2 separate regions of the Bicyclus anynana genome follow, and region 1 is linked to region 2. Evidence: chromatin contacts called from public Hi-C data. All regions are on one chromosome and are shown on one strand. The core of a region is the stretch at or near the end of the contact, and the rest is flanking DNA. Distances in the headings are between cores, read along the strand shown. Region 1 holds the start of LOC112049399 (sorting nexin-12). Region 2 holds the start of LOC112053041.

Region 1 (3,501 bases), core at 190-2,689, 520 kb before region 2:
ATAAGTATAGCAACACTATGAATAATAAGAACTGAACTAAAACGATCTGCGGCCTTATTATGTATTTCAGTGTACCATTTAAATAATGTTTGACTACATCGTTTTTCATCGTATTTTCGTTTTTATGATCATCTAACATAGTTATTTCTACGAAATGACCTTGACTACGCCATTTAACATCATATAACAGTGATTTTTTGTTTTAACGATCATTTAATATGAATATTTTAACGAAATTGCGTAAATATGCGTTTTTTTGTTAGAATAACGTTACTACTTGCTATTACCACTATTATACTAATGTAACTTTACGTAAAATAAATATAATTATTATGTAATTCCGTTGTAAAAACAATGTTAGATGATTGCAGAAACGAAAATATGATGAAAAATGTACTGAGATACATAATAACCCTGCTAATTGTTGGCGCGAACAATCTAACTTCCGTGAACAAGCTAACTTCTGGAATGTAAAATACAAAGCGGAAAATAAATACAAATTTATTTCACACTAGCGCGTTTTTTGATCTTGAATCCCGAGGGAATTTTGGATTTGTCCTGGATGAAAGAAGCCTTTATCATCCAGGGTACACTCTATCTCTCTTCCAAAACACACATTTCCACATTCAAACCTTTATAATATTAGTGTGACTCATACTTTATAATTTCACGCAGGCGCTGGAAATGGAGGAAAGAAAACAGAAGCACGCAGATTACTTGTTGTCTGTAGACGAAAGAAAACGTCCTTACAACAGTATGATGCAGGTCAAAGAACCCACTGAAGAGGAAATGGAGGCGTACATGATGAAGAGGCGAAGAGAGGAAGACCCTATGAGTCAGTTTATGTAAAGTGTACATTTAAGAATAATATATTAAATATATATAATAATAAATATCGTGTGTAAATTACAATAAAGGTTATTGTGGCACCTCGTTTTGTTTTATTAATTTAAAAACTGAAATATTGAATGGTCTTGAACATGTCTTGAATAACTACTTAGCACGTTACCTTCGTAGATAAATGAAAAACAGCATGAGTATGCAAATTAAAAATCTCAGAAACGATGGCTTTCATGAAAAAAAAGTATTGTTACATTTTTTGTAGATCTACAATTTTTGTCTGAGTTTATTTTATGAAAAGACTTACTAAAAATCGTAAAAAAAATCCATGTGCCTGACTGATGAGGACTTTTTAAATTTTATTTTTATTCATGTTAAACGATTTTACTTAATTTTAGCCGTATGGGAATGTAACTTTATACATATTTTAGGTATTTTTAGGTGTTAAATTGCCCGGGCTTAAATTGTTGAGTAGGTAGGTATGTAATTACTAAAATGGTAGAAGCTTATCAGTTAAATAGGTGCAACACTGAACCACAGACTAGTTCAACTCCTCCGATCCGAGCAGCACAAGCACCAATGTATTATACTACTCTATGACAAGCACTCAATGCCGAGAGCCGTCTTTAATTGAACGCATCGTAAAACTATGTATCAAATTCTAAACGTCAAAATGCCATAGATGTCAATTTGTCAAATTCATTTGCTTTGCTTTTGATTACTGTACCGTCTTTAAATTAAGTTCGCGATTGTTTGTTTTATAAAAGAGATATGATGGCTGAGGACACAACAGCCGACGCTACAAGGCGCTTAAATGTTAAAAAACAAACTCTGGACGACGCGTACGCGGCGCCGGCGAACTTCCTGGAGATCGACGTGGTGAACCCTGTGACGATGGGTGTTGGGAAAAAACGTTATACCGATTACGAAGTTCGCATGAGGGTAAGTAAGGCAGGATGCCGTCAGTGCCTTAAAGGGATAATTGGATTAAACGGTCACGCTACATCGATGTGTAGCTATTAGTTTTTGTGGTGGGCGGATCTCGTGCCATATCACTAGCCCAAGCGTCGATTGTTTGATAATAGCTCATAAATACTGCTTCCTGCTTGCAGACCAATTTGCCAGTGTTCAAAGTAAAAGAGTCGAGCGTGAGAAGGCGGTACAGTGATTTTGAATGGCTCAGAAACGAATTGGAGAGAGATAGCAAGGTGAGTGCACTGATAGGGCGAATTGTTGCGTTATCACTTGAATAAAACATATGCCGTTATTACTGCCGAATAATCAGCGTTCAAAATAATGTTGTTAACATATTATTGATTCACTCCTGTGGATAATTTTGTTACCAAAATGTTTTTGATAAACAGGAGTTTCATATCTGTGATAATCTTTTTGTGTCACTATTCTCCTGACATGGCATAAAGGCATAAACATTATAACTCAATGGTTTTATAGTATGTGACAAACATCTGCTCTGAAATTGCCAAACTCCAAACTGTAGCTATTATGGCCCTCCTGAGATATAGTTCCATATTTTATGTATCCATAAGCGTCATGTTCTGATTGGACTTTGTTGCATACTATACCAATTTTAATAATTGATCAATAACTCAAATTAATATTTTTGATGTTTTGGTACATATTTATTTTACTTATCTAAATATGTAAACAGTTTGACAACCATATATTGGAAAATATCCCACTAAATTGAAATCTATCTGATTTAAAATTTTAACCTTATTTTCAGTGAAGAGAATCATTACAAACGAATGAATAACTGGTGATTAATTAAATTATTGAATAAATATCTCTTCCTATTTTTGGTGTAACAGTTTTCCTTATCAAAACTAAGCATTGCATTTGAAATGTTTCTCATGAGGAAAAGTGGTTTACCATAAGGAAGTTTCAAAACCTTGAATAACAAAAACATTTGCTTGTTAAAATAATATATGATTAGTGTTTTTTATTGTAGAAACATTCTAATTACTCTAGCCTAAGTGAATCATAAAATCTTTATTACCAAGAATGCAAGATAATTTTGTCTATAGATTTTTCTTTTGTCCAATAAACTTCCTGGTCTTTTTACCTGGCCAAGTTAAATAAATAACATACATGATATATCTCTCTCTCTTTATGTGGGCTTTAAAACAAATGTGAGAGATATGTAGATAAATGATCTCATTATCTTTTAGAATACATATTAGTCTTATTGGAGTCTCTTCCTTATGAAAGAGTAATTTAGTGCTACTTTATATTGGTTTGTTAAGCTTTAATTTTACATTGTGCAAGTAGACAATTTAACATGTATCATGTAACAATATGACATTACTTCAATTATTTTTTTTTTAGTTAGGCTAACTAGTTGATCAATGAGACAGCAAATATTTATTACAGAGTAACAGAAAGCTGCAACTCTGTTTTTGTGAAATACTTTTTTCACAAATCTTTTTCTATAGTTCTAGACTATAAAAGTAGCCTATGACCTATTAGAGCAAGAGCCCACGACAGCCAGACCTTCGTTATTTTATAAAAGTTGTAAGTTTCTCTGTAGATGTCTCCTGTACAGGTAAGAATGACCAGCGACTATAAAGTTTGGGTTGTGGTTACCTGGGCAGGTAACAGGTAGTAAAGGTGTATAAAATAGTACTTGAAATTCGTTAAAGT
Region 2 (3,570 bases), core at 647-3,146:
ATCACTAATGCTTTGGTGAGTTTCTTTTTCTGAATCTGAAATAAAGAATATGTATTTCAATATATTAGCTGTATATATTGCACTTTCAAGATGTAATTTCAATTGTTGTATGTACTCTGACCTGATTCACTGGTATTATAGTTGTACTTTTTCTTGTTTGATGCCTTCTTTCTGTATGACTTGCCTTTCCTTTAAATAATCACTTCATTAGAATAAACATTTTTGTTTAGCTACATTTCAATGTATCTTTGCTAAATGATGAAATAGATTAAGCTGCAATATCACAGTAAAGCTAGACAAGATACAACACAGAGAGGTCATTGGTTCAATCCCTGCCCAATGGTATGTTATATGCCCACTAATAGACACTCTAATAGTCTTTATGACTAATTTGGAATAGACCGGGAATATTAGTCTATTTTAAAAGACATGGCAAATATTATTTAAATTAAAAAACATATTAAGATCAGCTTTATGGTTTTTTGTGGACAATCAATCATCTTATTAAAGTAAATGTCCATTACATTCATCCATTGAATAAGTCTAAATATAGCCTTCTCTCTTAATAATTATGAAAAAAAACTAAGTAAATGCATACAAGAGTTATGAATTGAGCCTTGAGGCTTTAGAAGTCAATATTTACTTTTATATATATCTTGGATCAGAAGTGTTATATGAATGTTTTTGAATATTCATAAAATACTTGTGACCCAAAACATATAAAAAGTGAATGTGTGTGTTAATGTGTGAGGATGCGTGAGGTAAAAAAAATTTACAGGTCATACATATAATAGTACATATAATAAAAGCCTTTATTTAGAGTTTGTATATACATTCTGTTTGTGCCCTAGGACAAAGGCCTCCTGAGCCATGTGGAAAAAAGTTTTGGAGGTCATACAAAGACTGTTAAAATCATAATACTTCTTTTTGATTTGTAGAAAGTAGTTGGGTAAAAACACTATACAGTCTTGTGTGTAAGTGTAATATATCTATATCCCAATATTAGATGCGATCACTCAGACGTGGGCTTTTTAAGTCTTCAGGACTCTAAGCTTAATACATTCAGGCCAAAACACCTTTCCAGAACAGCTCTCTAAACGGAGGTCTTCTGTGCTCACTCAAAGCCTGACACTACTGAAGTCTCATTAAGGAGCCTACAGCACTTACACAATCAGAAATAGTAACTATACAGTCAAACAGTTATTTCTGTAGCAAAATTGAGTTAATTCAGTAAATAATATACATACATATTAATTATATTATAGACTAAGTCAGATCCTCCTGTAAAGCAGCTTGCACATTCACATTTCAAATAAATAAAAAAAGGACTAGATTCCAAACAAATAAAACTTGTAAACTATATAAAAAACTTTACTAAAATTTTAACGATTTCAAGTTACCAAGGCATACCATTTTGTCATAGTAATTTAACAAAATTAACTAACCTTTTGGCATACATCGGACTAAACACTGGTTGTGAAGATACTTTACTTGACGGCGAATTCAGAAGCATATCAAACGGATCCAAAGCTCTTTTTAATCTTAAAGATTTGTCCGGAGTTAAATAGGCAGATGTCGACGTGGATTCTCTAGCCTCCCTGATAGGTTCCTGGTCCTTTAGCCGTTTAACATATTTCCTTTTACGAACTTTATTCGATGCAGCAAACATCGAAGCTCCGATAGACATTTCTCGCTTAGTTTGTTTAATATTTTGTATATAGAAAGCATCAAAGGCCGAAGCCTTTTCATCCAATGCAAGTACAACATCACGAGGATCTAAACCACCGCCGGTTTCTTTTTTAGATCTATACGTTCTTTTCATAATTAATTAATTGGAAAACTTGGTTTATTTATTTTTTTGGTTTCCGCAACTTTCAAAAACAAACGTTTTTCAAATCATAGCTAAATCTAAATAGACTTTTGAGTTTTGACAAGGACCACAGATTATAATAAAAATAACAAAGGAGTAGACAGTTGATATCACGTTGATATAGTATACTGGCCAAATTGATACGGCTTTATCGGCTTTTACCTTAGACCATTAATAACTGGACGTGGTTCGCACCCAAATTCACCAACAAAAAAGTCTGTCATTTTTTGAGGGGGACGCTTTGACTATTTAGTAGACTATGGACTTGTTTCGCACCCAAATTCATCAACAAAAAAGTCTGCCGTTTTTAGAGGGGGACGAGGTAAACTCAAACATCGAAAATATTTCACACCATTAAATATATTCTGTGTCCATACAATACACGACACACAACTATAAATTTGACTCGCAATACACACACGCGTAATTTTTACACAGCTTAGACCATTAATAACTAATTAATAATTAATGGTCTAAGTTACACAGCCTCACAAACACATCGCTTGGACTATCCACAGAATATATACATAGAATATTCGATTACTTAATCGATTTTTTGCTTTGCCGTCAAAAGAATCGATTCTTTTTAGAAATTGTTTTTATTACAAATTTGATAAAATTAAGGTAGAAATACTTACAAGTGAAACGTTACGTGTGTGTATCGGCAGACCGTCATGCACACCATTGACGATCAATTATTGTCAAACAGGCAAAGATGCAAATTCATTTTCAGAAAGTGTGTTCAAAGTGTTTCCTCGATAATGTGTTCTATGATTGGGCCTCCTTGGAGTAATATATTCTTTGGATTGGGCTAAAGCAAGGTATACCTATCTGTGTCAAAAGTTTCATAACTGGGCCCATGCCCAGGGGCCAGGGACTGACAATATCAATAGGTATTCTTCAATTATTGACGTTAAGGGTATACCTAATAAAAGATTATGCTCAACAGAAATCTCAAAAGAAACCATTAACGTAATCGTAACCAAAAACCAGCAGGATTCTAGGATGACATATTAACTATATCAATTATTATACTGTATTTCAATACCTAATAATAAACGGTCATAGGTAGGTAGGTACCTACCTTAGTTAAAAACATGTTAATACAATTCGCTTTTTTTACTTTTCAAAAGGGCCCCAAATTCTTGTGTGCCCAAAAGCCCCAGCCTAGTTTATGACGGCGGTGCATATTGATAATATTTCAATATATTTGCCAAGCAAGACTTTGAATACGTAGCTACATAATATTATCATTAATCTATGTAAATGCTCAGAACAGAGAATTTAATAATCTGAGGGTAGATTGGGTAGATGTTGTTATTGTAGGTAGGTGTATCTACATAGGTACCTATTTTATTCTTTTATATTCGTTAAGTATAGTGTAGGATTTTTATATAAGCTTACTTGATACGAAATATTTATTACTATATTCCGTATAATATTGCATAATAAATTGAATAAGTATTTACCAACATAGTAAATAGATAGGTACGTACGTAATTAATTTTACGTTTACCAACGTCATTAAGTGCGACTTAATATAATTATGACCTTTAAAATATCTATTTATCACAAGAATGATGCAGTTATGTATGTACGTCACTAGGTAGGTACGTACGTATCAGTAGATAGAGATACGTAAGTATCAGTATCCTTTATTTGCTTATTGATACTGGACTTAGTCTGAATAATAATATGCT

Evidence for each region. A called contact is a pair of places that touch in the nucleus more often than the background predicts.
Region 1: a Hi-C map of whole larva shows a contact between it and region 2, with 3 times the contacts expected there. The contact joins the promoter of LOC112049399 here to the promoter of LOC112053041 in region 2. A contact is called at or near these places in 2 of 2 Hi-C or Micro-C datasets (whole body and whole larva).

The regions. Positions count from the first base shown.
Region 1 is chr13:12,556,504-12,560,004 of ilBicAnyn1.1, reverse strand. It overlaps LOC112049399 (sorting nexin-12), which reads left to right and starts at 1,439. Exons shown (of 4, transcript XM_024087270.2): 1 at 1,439-1,782; 2 at 1,953-2,048. The coding sequence starts at 1,612. It overlaps LOC112049406 (pre-mRNA-splicing factor Slu7), which reads left to right. Exons shown (of 12, transcript XM_024087279.2): 12 at 676-929. The coding sequence ends at 849.
Region 2 is chr13:12,033,485-12,037,054 of ilBicAnyn1.1, reverse strand. It overlaps LOC112053041, which reads right to left and starts at 1,896. Exons shown (of 12, transcript XM_024092309.2): 1 at 1,446-1,896; 2 at 122-189; 3 at 1-35. The coding sequence starts at 1,822.